Regions from separate parts of the Callithrix jacchus genome. Here region 1 is linked to region 2. The links are chromatin contacts, called in public Hi-C maps. All regions are on one chromosome and are shown on one strand. Each heading gives the region's core, a stretch centred on a gene start, on an enhancer-like site or on the middle of the called end of the contact. The rest is flanking DNA. Distances are from core to core; before and after follow the strand shown.

Region 1 (7,053 bases), core at 2,561-5,060, 290 kb after region 2:
AGGGAACCTCTACATCTTGAGAGATACCTGAAAATGAGGGCAGAGAGCTGCAAAGCCCAGGTAGAACTGTTGACCCTAATTATTATTGCTTTGCAGAAATGTGTCATTCTCCAAGAGAAACCTAAAATTTGAATTTTTGTAAGAAATCACCCAATATTTAAAGAGTTGCAACTAATTAAAAATCTGAAAACACTGCACCTCCGACAAATATGTCTGTGTTCTATGTGCAAATGTGAACTACCTGTTTGTAGTCTTGTCCTGAGAGAATTGTCCTTAATGCCAAAGTCCTTTGCTCTGGTGACAGGCACATTAAACCTCTCAGGTATCCAGTGGGAAGAAAAAACTTCAAGGGGATAATTTCTGGAAGGGATAGAGAACTAATGAATTGAGAGTTGCGTAAATGGGAGGGACTTGGAAACGTAAATTCTCCATTCATTGCCTTTGGAATCTCTGAACTTGCTGAGCTATATAGCCTAGAACACTTTTCCCTCTCTACTCCTCCCCTTTGCCCACCTAGCCTTGCTGTCTTTACTTGTGATGGTTGATTCTCTGCTTACAAGTTACTTTCTCCAGGAAGTCTCAGGCATGTGAGAATGAAGCACGGGAGCCTACTTGGGCTTTTGATAATGTCTCTCCTTGTGGATTAATAAACTGATTTGGTGACATCTGTTCTTTGTGAATTTGGTTATTGTGAATCAACTCCTAAGATTCAGATCAGCTCTGGGAACGCTGAAAAAAAAAATAAGCATTTCTGGGTCTGCAATGCTGAGGACTGTTGGTGCACACATCCTGCAGGGTGCTGCTGAGTTGCCACCTAGCCTGCCCTTTGATGTTTCTCTTGGTGCTCTGTAACTTCAGAGATGGAAAGTATAGAAACTGATTGTTGAATTCGACAAGATAGCTGAGTTCACCCTACGTGAGTGCTTAGAGGAGGGAGCTGCATGTCTAATTTTCTGGGATGGAGTGGTGATATGAATGGTCACTTGTACACATGGTGTCATAAAACTCTAATAGGGGATTTTTGGGGTGGGCTGGAGCGATGGACAGAGACCACAGAGTCCAAGGATTTTACTCTTTTCTCTGGGCCCTCAGTGGACCCTTCTTCCCCTTCCTCACTGGAAGGACCCCATTACTGAGTGTCCTGTGAGGGGCTGGGCTTACACTCATCCACTTTAGAGGATCTCAGAGTGGAGCAATGGGAGGGTCATCTTTTGTTTCCACCCTGCTCTAAATTTTAGGGAGAAATCATATTGTTTTATAGAAGAAATGAAATAGAATGAGGAAGAGAACTTTGCCCCTGATATTTCAAGTGACAGCTTTCTGAACATTTTAAGAGGAACCTTTGCCTATTTCATTTTTTAGGGAGAAAACCTATATACGTTGTTTTCTTAGGAGAGAGTGGAAGAGCACATTTCCCTCTCTCAGGTTGAAGCACCAGCAGAAGCAAATTGTAAACTCTAGCAGGAGCATTCTATTAACATAAGACAGGCCACTGGGCAAAGCATCTTTCATACAGTAGTCATATGAGTTAAAACAATGCTGTAAATAGGTGTAAATATTTTGTAGATAAGAACTTATTCCACAAGGTCACACAACTTGCAAGGAGAGGAGCTGGGATTTTAACTCAGGTACCCTGATTCTAAAGTCCATGCTCTAAACCACAATGCTATGGATAACAATACAGATTGAATCAAAATGTTAATTTTCTCACAAGTAAATCAGTAGATATCAGTGATCAGAATGCAATTGAGAACATTACGTACAGGCCTTGATACCACATTTGAAAACAGTGATGGTGGTGATAATCAGACCTCCGTACTAAAGCCCTTGCAAGATGTTTAAAGAGAGCCAGATAATATGCTTTTGAGAAGTCAGGAAAACTTTAACAGGGTTTCACTTTCAGCAGAGAGCTAATCAGAAATATGAGAACAACTTTTATTTCACAGTTTGGAACTGAAAGTGATTGGTTTGTTTCCTTTTTGTCACCAAAATACCATTGGTTATTTTTTGTCTCCTACCGCCTTTTCACACAGGCCCTCAGCACACTACAATGTTCCCCCTTTGCAACTATTTCCAGATGTTCTCAAGGGTTTCACACATGCTCCAAGGAAGTGTGGTCCTGTTAGGCACCCTTGTTGACCTTCTCTGTGTCTTTAGCATCCCATTCTTCCCTCTGGGTGTCTTTGGGCTATTTCTTGTTCACTGAGCAACTTGGATACGGCAGTTTCCATCTGTGCACACTTCACCTTGAAATGATGGTCTCTGCCCATGCCCTGACGGTGCTGCTCCATACTCTGGGCCAACTAGAGCAAGGCCTCACTCTGTGCGGAAGTGGGGAGAATATCCAGCCTCCCCACTGCCTGCTCCTTTGACAGTTGAGGATCTAAGCTATGTTGCATGTGCTCCTCCTGACAACAGTGCTTTCATCTTCTGTCAGCACTGCTTCTTTCCCTAGGGCCCAGGCACAAGCTTTTCGGAGTAAAACAGACACCTTTCTGCCTTTTCCATTTCTCCATCTCTCTACCTGAGCATTACCAAATAGCAGAAACTAGGGGTTTGGCTGTTTATTGAAAATGTCAGTTAAAATAGGTTCTTGTAAAGAATGATACATGTGTATATAAACATTTCATTTTAATTTAAAACATAGATGTAAATCATGAACAACATTCATTATTTGGGTGATGCGTACGTGCAAAGTTCAGACTTCACCACTAGCAACCTATGCACGTAAGAAACCTGCACTTGTACTCCCAGCATAAAAACTAAAAAATAATGTTTAGGTTCATGGCAAAACTGAGAAGAAAGTACAGAGAGTTCCCATTTCTATGTTTTAAAACATAGAAGTGTATATTCTTTTATCACTCTTAATGTAAAAGGCCTTTCGAGTGGAGGACACAAATTGGGGTTCTATGATGTCTGTCTTCTATAATCACAACCTTAATGCATACCTCTGGGTTCTATTGCATTAAAAAAAACCAGATATGGAAAATAATGGCTGTTTAAAAAGATACTTTCTTTTTTCATTTCAATTGTAGTTCATTGCAGTCTCAAACTCCCAGGCTTAAATGATCTTCATACCTTAGTCTCCTGTGTAGCTTGGACTACAGGCACGTCCCACCATGCCGGGCTGATAAAACATTTTTTTTTCTTTTTTTTTGAGACAAGGTCTTGTTCTGTCACCCAGACTAAAGTACAATGGTGTGATCACAGCTCACTGCAGCCTCGAGGTCCTGGGCTCAAGCAGTCCTCTTACTTCAGCCTCCTGCTAGCAAGGGCTGCAGGTGCGCGCTATTCTGTCTGGCTAATTTTTGTATTTTTTGTAGAGGTGGAGTTTCACCATGTTGCCCAGGCAGGTCTCAAATTCCTGGGCTCAAGTTATCCACTGACCTTGGCCTTTCAAAATGCTGGGATTAGAGACATGAGCCACGGCACCCAGCCTAAAATTTCTAGTAGAGACAAGGTCTCGCTATATTGCACGGGCTGGTCCTGAACTCCTGAGCTCAAGTGATCCTCCTGCCTTGGCCTGCTAATGTGTTGAGATTACAGGCATGAGCCACTGCACCCAGCCAAAAATATTTTTTCTGATCTCCTAGAGTCACCTTGCCCACATCTAATTTTTTTTTTTTTTTGCAACTGACCCTTACGGAGTCTTTCCAAGGCAATCAACCATCAACCTAGTTTTCATAGCACTAATAACTCCTTGTTTTACACTCACTTCATCAGCTCATGCACTTTTAAATTAAAGCACGTAATTACAGTAACAGATACAGTTGCCACAAAAAGGTCTGGGAACAAACCTGACTGCTTTTAGGCTACGTGCAACTCCACGGTGGGAGTGGTTAGGCACCCACAAGCTGTGTGTTCCTGTGCCCTAAGTGACGTATGGCAGGCAGATGGCCAGTACCCTCAACTGGGAGCCCTGATACATCTAGTGAATCAGCTAGCTGCAGGTGCAGGCTGGGAGCAGTGACTGCTGTATCCACTGCATCCCTCTCATAACTCAGCCCCAAGAGAAGCCTCATGCAGATCTCTTCATGTAAACTGACTGATTTAGGGCTTGACCTAGTTGGCCAGACGTGCTTAGACAGGCCAGCACGCCAAAAGTAGGCCAGGCTATAAACATTTGTGATCTCCAAAACATTTCAAAAACATAAAATCTGTTTTTCCCCCTGTGGGTGAACAGGACCATCCTGCTTGTTCTTGTGTATAAACAGATTGATTTATGTACCTGAATCATAGGCTCATAGAGAAACATGGCTTCTGTTTCCTTAGAGGTGAAAACTGCCCTTCTGGAGCCTGGTCCAAGCCAGAATTTAAATTTAACTTTGGTGCCACCAAGTGGTAAGCTTTGAGATGCCACCTTTGAGAAGATGGCTTGGCAAATACATGATGATAAAAAAAAATCCAGAATGTATAGGAGGAGCTTGGAAGATTTTTAGGGTAGAAACACCATTTTGTATAATATTACAATAGTGGATACATATAATATGCACTTATGCAAATCCATAAAATGTGTAACACCAAGAGTGAACTCTAAATTATGGACATTGGGTGATTGCGATGTGTCAATGTAGTTTCATCAGTTGTAGCAGAAGTCTTACTCTGGTGCTGGAGGTTGATAATGGGAGAGGCTGTGCCTGTGCGGTGGGGATAGGGGTCATATGCAAACTTTCTGTACTTTCTGCTCAGTTTTGCTGTGAACCTAAAACTGCTCTATCAAATAAAATTTATTAATGAAAACTCCTCCATGCTACATACATTTTCCCTTCTGGCTACCAGTGCTGCAGGTAAGAGGAAGGTAAGATAGAAACATCATGTAGAGAGGAGAGCTGACTTCTCAGGCAGGGATGATACAAGCTTTTGTGATGCCCCTCATTCCAGAGGCTGGGTCCTTAGCTTTATAAATCCCAGAAACCTTTTATTTTTCAATGTATTTAGAGTTGTTCAGTTTTTCAGGGCTATATCATGCTCACCAAACTTACAAGACACACTTTTTGAAAAATCAGAATGGCAATATATTATTTTGCAATTAGAAATATATATTCAGTGGTAAACCAAAACACATGTGTTAGATGAGAAGTTCATTTTTCACCCTTTAGGAAATTTATATGGGCGGACAAATTGTACCAAGTAGGTACAATTTGGTGAAATTGCTTGGTGAAATTGCAGTAGAGTCAGGGAAGGAGGTTGCTTGTCTTAAGATTACTACCATTAAGACGAGGCTATCTTCACTGCTTTGGGGATATACACGACTCTGGGCTGGGGACACTTACACTGTTAGGCAGTACATAACACTGGACAGTGCTGATCCTGTCCTGGACAGGTCAACTTAATCTTTTTCTTTCCGTACTCATTTTGAAACTCTATGCTGAGTGCATGAGAGTTCTTTTTTCCCTCATGCAGGACAGATTATAACTACCAAGGCCAATACTATAGGCTTGCTGATATAGCTCTGGTCTCCTGTGAATGTCTGGTCACCACGATTAGCATTTGGGTGTTCCCCAGCTCATCAGCCACCGTTTATAGGTTTTTGGTTAGGTTGGGCTTGTGTACTCATTACATGATAATTTTTAATAGGTTTATTCTCAGAGGAAAACTTATGTTTTAAGTTTCGGTGATTCTGTTCCTGAATACAGGTCAAAATTAATATGCAAAATTAATTTGCAAAATCCTTAATCACTTTGGCATAGATTCCCAATAGTAAAGCAGTACTTGGCTGAATATAGTAATTATCCTGGCTTATTAGTCTGTTCTCACACTGCTATAAAGACATCCCTGAGACCGAATCATTTATGAAGAAAAGAGGTTTAATTGATTCACAGTCCTACATGGCTGGGAGGCCTCAGGAAACTTACAATCATGGCGGAAGGGGAAGCAGACATGTCTTATATGGCAACAGATGAACGAGAGCATGCAAGAGCAGGGAAAACTGCCTTACAAAACCATCAGATTTCATGAGAACTGATTGACTATCATGAGAATGGCATGGTGGAAACCTCCACCCCAATCCAATCACTTCCCACCTGGTCTCTCCTTCGACATGTGGGGATTATGGGGATTACAATTTGAGATGAGATTTGGGTGGGGACACAGAACCAAACCATATCACCTAGGTTCTAAGTAAGAATGCAGGCCACTTGATGTCTGTGTCATGAGAGCTTTGCACAGACCTCACTGCCTATGCATGCTCACCAGCCTGTCCTGTGATGCCTCACTGGAGTGCTCAGTTGTCTCTGGTTCTTTAGTGCAGTGGCCCCCAACCTTTTCAGCACCAGGGACTGGTTTCATGGTGCCAAAAAGGTTAGGGACCACCTCACTAAAGAAATTTTTCCACAGATGGGGCAGGCAGGAGAGAATGGTTTCAGAATAAAACTGTTTTATCCACCTCATCATTAGGCATTAGCTGGATTCTCATAAGTAGCGCACAACCTCGATCACTCACGTGCGCAGTTTACAGTAGGATTCATTTTCTGTGAGAATCTAATGCCGCTGCTGATCTGGCAGGAGGCAGAGCTCAGGCTATAAGTTGATGCTGTATGGCCCGGTTCCTAACAGGCCATGGATTGGCACCAGTCTGCAGCCCTGGAGTTTGGAGACGCCTGCTTTAGTGCAGCATCCCCTTCCCACCTGCCTCTTCCCCTAAACTGCTGCCATACGGAGTCCTCAGTCAAGGACGCTCACAATATTTACAGAGGTTATAAATTAGTGTCCTATGGTTGGAATCTGGCCCATAGATCTCTTTTGTTTTTGCCAATATGTTGTTTTTAAAAGTTTGATTTAATTGCCCAAACTTAAAAAATTTTTAAATCAGAAGATGCACACAAAACTCTGAGTATTCTCTTTCTTTTTTGTTTTTTCTATTTTTAATTTTTTTTAATTTCTGTGAATTCGAGTATCCTCTTTCTTTCCTTCTCTCTCTCTTCTTTCTCTTATTCTGTCTCCTTCCTTCCTTCTTTCTCTCCTTCCTTCCTCCCTCCCTTCCTCCCTCCCTCCCTTCTTTCCTTCCTTCTCTCTCTCTCTTTTCTTTCTCATGATCTCATTGTGTTGCCCAGG
Region 2 (6,400 bases), core at 3,049-5,548:
ACTAATTTGGAATTCAAAATTTAAACAAACACTCTACTTAATTATACATTTGTACTATTTGTGGAAGAATAGTTTGCCAACTTAACATTAGGGATGAGATTATAGGGGGGCTGTTTAAATCCTTTCAGCATGATTTTTTTTTTTTCTTTTCTGAGACAAAGTCTTGCTCTGTCACACAGGCTGGAGTGCAGTGGCGTGATCTCAGCTCACTGCAGTCTCCACCTCCCAGGTTCAAGCAATTCTCCTGACTTTACAGGCACGCACCACCATGCCCAGCTAATTTTTGTTTTTTTTAGTAAAGATGGGGTTTCACCATGTTGACCAGGCTGGTCTCGAACTCCTGTCCTCATGATCCTCCTGCCTCAGCCTCCAAATCCCAAAGTGTTGGGATTACAGGCATGAGCCACCATGCCTGGCCCAGCATTATTCTTCCAGCATTGTTCTTTGTAGATAACAATGTATTTATTCAAAATAAATGATGTTTATTCTCCTTTTTTTTTTTTTAAATAGCAAATCCAAGAAACTTATGAGTTATCAGTATTGTGAATTATTTGGGGTTACTTTTGGTAGATGAAGTTAATATCATAGATTTTGAAAAGCATATACTATGGTTCTAACATTGGATATGGTGACCATTGCACAGCTCTGTACATTTAAAAGTAAAACACGTTGCACACTTAAAGGGGGTGAATTTTGTGGTTTGTGAATTATACTTTAATTAAAAGTATAATTATACACTAGTATAATATAGTTAAAAATACACTATGTTTGGTGTTAAGCTAAACTTAAGTAGATTTTTATGAATTTAAAGTAGTGTAAAATAGCATTTCATATTAAATTTAATACAAATCCCAGGTTTTCATTTTGGGTTTTTTGGTTTTTAGAGACAAGGTCTTGCTTTTTCTCCTAGGCTTCAATGCATTGCCACAGTCACAGCTCTCTGGAGCCTCAAACTCCTGGGCTCAAGCAACTCCCCTGTCTCAGCCTCCTAATAACTAGGACTGCAGGCACATGCTATTGTGCCTGGCTAATTTTTTAAAATTTTTTAGAGAGATTGTGTCTCACTTTGTTGCCTAGGCTGGGCAAAATTTTTTAAAAGTTCATTAAAGAAGCACTTAGTTTCAAAGGTGATGGGCCTGCTGAATTATAAACTGTTTCTCTGTTGTCACCTGTTGAATTATAAACTCTGTTTCTCTGTTGCCACGTTGATCCTGATGCCTCAGCTGGTAACCAGAAATATTAACCATTATCTTTTAATAGCCCATGAACCATACTATTGTTTATATGCATGGTCATTTCTGCAAGTAATTTGGATATGTTGTTGTTTTTACTTTGGTTAAATTTTAAATCTTTTTTCTATTCTGTAACATTGCCATCCAAGTCGCCATTAAACATGATAAATACTGGAAAGAAGATCTGCTGACATTTCTGTTAATTTAGTAGCAAGCATACTGGAAATAGTAGAACTAATACTAAGAAAATAAAAGAGCAATGTTAAAGTAGGAGCACTTTTATTTTTAAAATTAAAAACTTCTGACAACCTGGCTCTAAAATTGCAATCATTCAAATACATTCCTAAGCCACACTGTCATGTGTGTTAAAATAGAAAACAGGCGGGATGTGGTAGCTCATGTCTGCCTGTAATCCCAGTACTTGGGAGGCTGAGGCAGAAGGGTTGCTTGAGGCCAGGAGTTTAAGACCAGTCTGGAGAACATAGCGAGATCCCCATCTCAAAAAAAACAAAAAAATTGAGAATTAGCCAGGAATGGTGGTGTGTGCATGTAATCCTAGCTAGTCAGGAGGCTGAGGTAGGAGAATCCCTTAAGCTTAGGCATTTGAGACTGCAGTGAGTTATGATTGGACTATTGTACTTTAGCCTGAGAAACAGAGTGACACTCAGTCTCTTAAAAAATTATAATAAAATAGGAAATATTTTTGAAGGAGGTAATATTGATACAAAATGGTTTACTAGTAATATTTTGTGTTTTAAAAGCATACTTAAACATAGATTTTATTATAATTATTGTGGTTTAAAAATATGCTTGCTAAAAGAATACAGCACAGTAGTTGTATTTCAAGCCATCTTTACAGTTTTTCCTATGATGAGAAAATAGCTTTGAATTAGGCAGTGTTTGAATTATGTTTTAAGGAATGAATTCCTCCTGTAAAATATAGCCCACCCCGTATTCTATAATTCATTGTTTGCCATGTTCCATGCTGCATTTCCTTAACCATTCTGAATTAGTGAATCATTATTGCATGCATTTCTAAGTGCTAATGCGCCAAAAGTTTAATATGGCTTAAATAATAGTTCTTTGTTCTGTTCCTCTTTTTTTTTTTTTTTTTTGAGACAGGGTCTTGCTCTGATGCCCAGGCTGGAGTGCAGTGGCACAATCTTGGCTCATTGCAACCTCCACCTCCGGGGTTCAAGTGATTCTTCTGCCTCAGCCTCCCAAGTAGCTGAGACTACAGGCATGCTGGCGACTACAGGCATGCACTACCACACTCAGTTACTTTCTGTATTTTTAGTAGAGACAGAGTTTCACCATGTTGGCCAGGCTGGTCTCAAACTCCTGACCTCATGATCCCCCCACCTCGGCCTCCGAAAGTGCTGGGATTACAAGCGTGAGCCACCGCTCCTGGCTGAGTCAGTTAGTTCTCTAATAATGAAAAAATATTTTCCTGTAATCCCAGCACTTTGGGAGGCCAAGGCGGGTGGATCACGAGGTCAAGAGATCGAGATCATCCGGTCAACATGGTGAAACCCTGTCTCTACTAAAAATACAAAAAATTAGATGGGCATGGTGGCACGTGCCTGTAATCCCAGCTACTCAGGAGGCTGAGGCGGGAGAATTGCCTGAACCCAGGAGGTGGAGGTTGCGGTGAGCCGAGATCGCACCATTGCACTCCAGCCTGGGTAACAAGAGCGAAACTCTGTCTCAAAAAAAAAAAAAAAAAAAATTTCCTCATTCACTTAAAAGAACGTTTAGTGTTGAGTGTGAGATGTTGAAATCACTAGAGGGCAGCACATTTTATCTACATGTTGGATGCCTGTGACTCAGATACCATTCCGTGTTGCTACTTGTAGCACTGGGAGCTAATGTAAGTCAACACTTGCTGGCGGGCTTTATATACACCTGCTACTGTAACTCACAATGAGAAAGATCATGGAAGTTATGCAGAGAAGACATGAAATAACATTAATCTAAATTTCCATTAGTGTGCAAGTTCTTCTAGCTAACAGCATCTGAAATCAGTGTTATGTTTATGTTTATTTATAGCTTCTGTTTTCAGATATTGTTAAATTATAATATAATTGTTAAACTGTATTTTTTTTGTAACTTTTGAAGGCTTAATCAAAACCTCCAATATGATTTCAATTATACATAGTATAACTTAGTAATTAAGAACATGGGCTTTGGAGTCAAACAAGCATGGGTTCAAATCCTAGCTCTGCCTGTCTTGCTAGCTGGGACATTAAGCAAGCCTTGACTTTGCTTAGACAGCTTCTTCATCTGTAACGTGTAGGGCTATATTAGGATCAACTTCATAGAACTGTGAGGATTAAGTGAAATAACACATCATATCATCATATTTAGCACAGGCACATGGTAAACACTTATCTATTCATTATTATAATTATAGTCTAACAGTTTAAAGAGGCCTGTTCTAAGCTGATTTAAAAATTTCATAGTTATAGATAGAAGGATATCGTATGTTCATAAGTTGTTCTACAGTGATATTATTAGTCAATTCTGCAGACAACTTTTTTCTGTGAATTAAGTTGATTTTTCTTATAGTAATATAAAATTGCATTTAATGAAAGAAGGTATTTAAGGCATGTTTAAAGTTGTTTTCTGGAAAAGAATAAAAAAAGATGCTCTTTATAAGTCTACCTTTTTTCTGGGTTAGAAATCATCTGAAAAGTTTGCAAAAAATAATTATTGTAGGTATAGCTGAGATTATTGGCTTTTTCTGATCTCTGACGTTGCCATGCATAGGAGGAAAACAAAAAGTGATAATGGATATACTGCCCCTTGCTGACATATCCTATCATTAATAATAATAATTATTATTATTTGAGACAGGGTCTCGCTCTGTTGCTTGGGCTGGAATGCAGTGGTGCGATCACAGCTTACCACAGCCTCAACTTCCTGAGTGCAAGTGACCCTCCCATCTCAGCTTCCTGAGTAGCTGGGACTACAGGCGTGCACTACCATGCCTAGCTGATATTTTAAGTCTTTGTAGAAACAGAATCTCACTATGTTGCTGGTCTGGGCTTGAACTCCTGGGCTCAGGCTATCCTTCTTCCTCAGCATCCCAAAGTGCTGGGATTACAGGCATGAGCCATCATGCCTAGTCATTGTTTTGTTTTTAATGTTTGGATAGGTAGTTGCCTCAGCACCTTTCTTTGAATAATATATTCTTTTGTGGCTGATTTGCAAAGTGCCCCTTGTCGTATGTGAGGTCTTTCTCTGTGTGTCTTTTCTGGGCTCTCTATTTCGTTCTGTCACTCTGTTTGTTTCCTGCATTGGTTTCACAGTATCTTAATTACTGTAGCTTTATATAGCTTCATGATAAATCTTGACACTTGGCAGGGTGATTCCATTCACTGCGGGTTTTTTTTTTGAGACTCGTCATGACTATTCTTAGCCCTTTGCCTTTCCATGTGAAGTTTAGGACAGCTTGTCAAGTTTCATGAAAACCCTCTTGGGATTTTGATTATGATATTGTATTTATAGATCAGCTTAGGTGAATTTACATTTTCATAACATTAACCTTTTTATCTGTGAACATGATATGGTTCTTAGGTCTTCATTTATGTCTTTCATAATGTTTTATAATGTTCTTCATTAAATGTCTTATATGTCTTTTTCCCTAAGTCCCATATAGATTTGTTGTCATTATAAGTGGTTTTTTTAAATTTACGTTTTCTAATTTGTCATTGCTGGTATCTATAATGTTGGTTTTTGCATTTGAATATTAATAACTTGTGAACTCTTATTAGTTGTAATACCAGTAATTTGACATACGTTCTTTTAGGGTTTTTATTCAGACCACATATTATCTGGGAATGATAACATGTTTATTCTTATTTCATCTTTTCAACACTTATTCTTTCATCCCTCTTTCCCACCCCCTCCCCCCCCCCCGACCACTGTCTTATCTCATCACTTTGGGTAGAGTGTTATAATCTTTTTTTGTCTGAAGGGAGCTGTGTCAGAAGGAGGACCATAAGTCAGCTGGCCCACTATACAGAATCAAAGACTATATTTCCCTGTAACGATAGACTCTCATTAAGGTAAAGGAACATGAATGGCAGAGACACCCATGGAGACTTTAAGGCAGATATAGCTTAAAAATCAATTTTTAAGTATTTATTTGTTTGCTGTGTGCCTTGCACAGCAAATACTTAAACACAGCTCTGAAGCATGTAATGAAATTCAGACAAAATGAGGGCTAACGTGTCTATTTTCAGGTTGCTTATAGTCTGATTGGTTAACTAACACTTAACATTTATGGACCAGTTAGAAAGCAATGTAAGTTAGTATATTCTTTAATACCAAGCTGTTTCATAAGATTCAGAGCCTAAGCTCCATCTACGAAGCAGAAGATCTTTCTTTAACTTTTCCTTACCACTTCCATTCCTTCCTTCCCATACCTCATAGTTGAAGTGCCCTCAGCCTGTTTAAGAGCCTAAGATAAGAGCTTGAAAGTAAGCAGATCTTGTTTGGGACATGTGGGTTAATTATTTAGTTATCTGCAGCTGTTTTTTGCTGCGATATCTGAATATATATGAAATTTGTTTGGAAACCCGAGTTTCGGATAAGAAGATAATGTACAGTGTATTTCTGCCTGATTGTATTATCTTTCCTTAATAAGCAAGTAATTTTGTAAGCTTTGAAAAGTGGCTATAAATGGGTGGCAAATGCAAAAATGTTTGAGTCCAGAAACCTGTCTATGCTATATAGATAATTTTTATACCTTTCAAATATCACACAATAAAAATATATATTTATATATTTTATAATAAATAGAAGCTTGTATTATCTGAACTATTGTGGTAAAAATTAGGCTTTAGTTGGCCACAACAGCTAATGAGATATTCTACCAATCTCTCATGAGGAAATTCTCATCTCCTACCAAAATGTGAGATTCAACTAATCTCTAACACCAAGGAATGACTTAAACTTTAGGAGACTTCTGTTCCTGTCATATCATGAAGAATGTGTCATTACATGCTTTGGAAGTTTATTTTAGTAACAGTACATTCAGGAATTAACATTATTCTTTATCCACTTGGGCTAGGCTATTTGGGCAGGACTAAGTTGCTGTATTTAATGCCATTTTAAAAGTAAACCGGCTGTGAGGTGGGAGGATCGCTTAAGCCCAGGAAGTT

What was found. A called contact is a pair of places that touch in the nucleus more often than the background predicts.
Region 1: a contact with region 2 is called in a Hi-C map of skeletal muscle, with 3 times the contacts expected there. The contact joins two enhancer-like sites. A contact is called at or near these places in 2 of 3 Hi-C or Micro-C datasets (both in skeletal muscle).

Annotation. Positions count from the first base shown.
Region 1 is chr7:115,339,086-115,346,138 of calJac240_pri, forward strand. All of the region lies in intron 3 of GIPC2 (GIPC PDZ domain containing family member 2), which reads left to right. Among named protein-coding and RNA genes, the nearest start is that of GIPC2, 68 kb to the left of the region's middle. Within about 2 kb of position 3,811, at least 3 of the 16 cell types and tissues checked have an H3K27ac peak or open chromatin away from gene starts, as enhancers often do. A contact at or near this core is called in skeletal muscle, where this site is marked.
Region 2 is chr7:115,051,108-115,057,507 of calJac240_pri, forward strand. All of the region lies in intron 7 of MIGA1 (mitoguardin 1), which reads left to right. Among named protein-coding and RNA genes, the nearest start is that of MIGA1, 47 kb to the left of the region's middle. Within about 2 kb of position 4,299, at least 1 of the 16 cell types and tissues checked has an H3K27ac peak or open chromatin away from gene starts, as enhancers often do. A contact at or near this core is called in skeletal muscle, where this site is marked.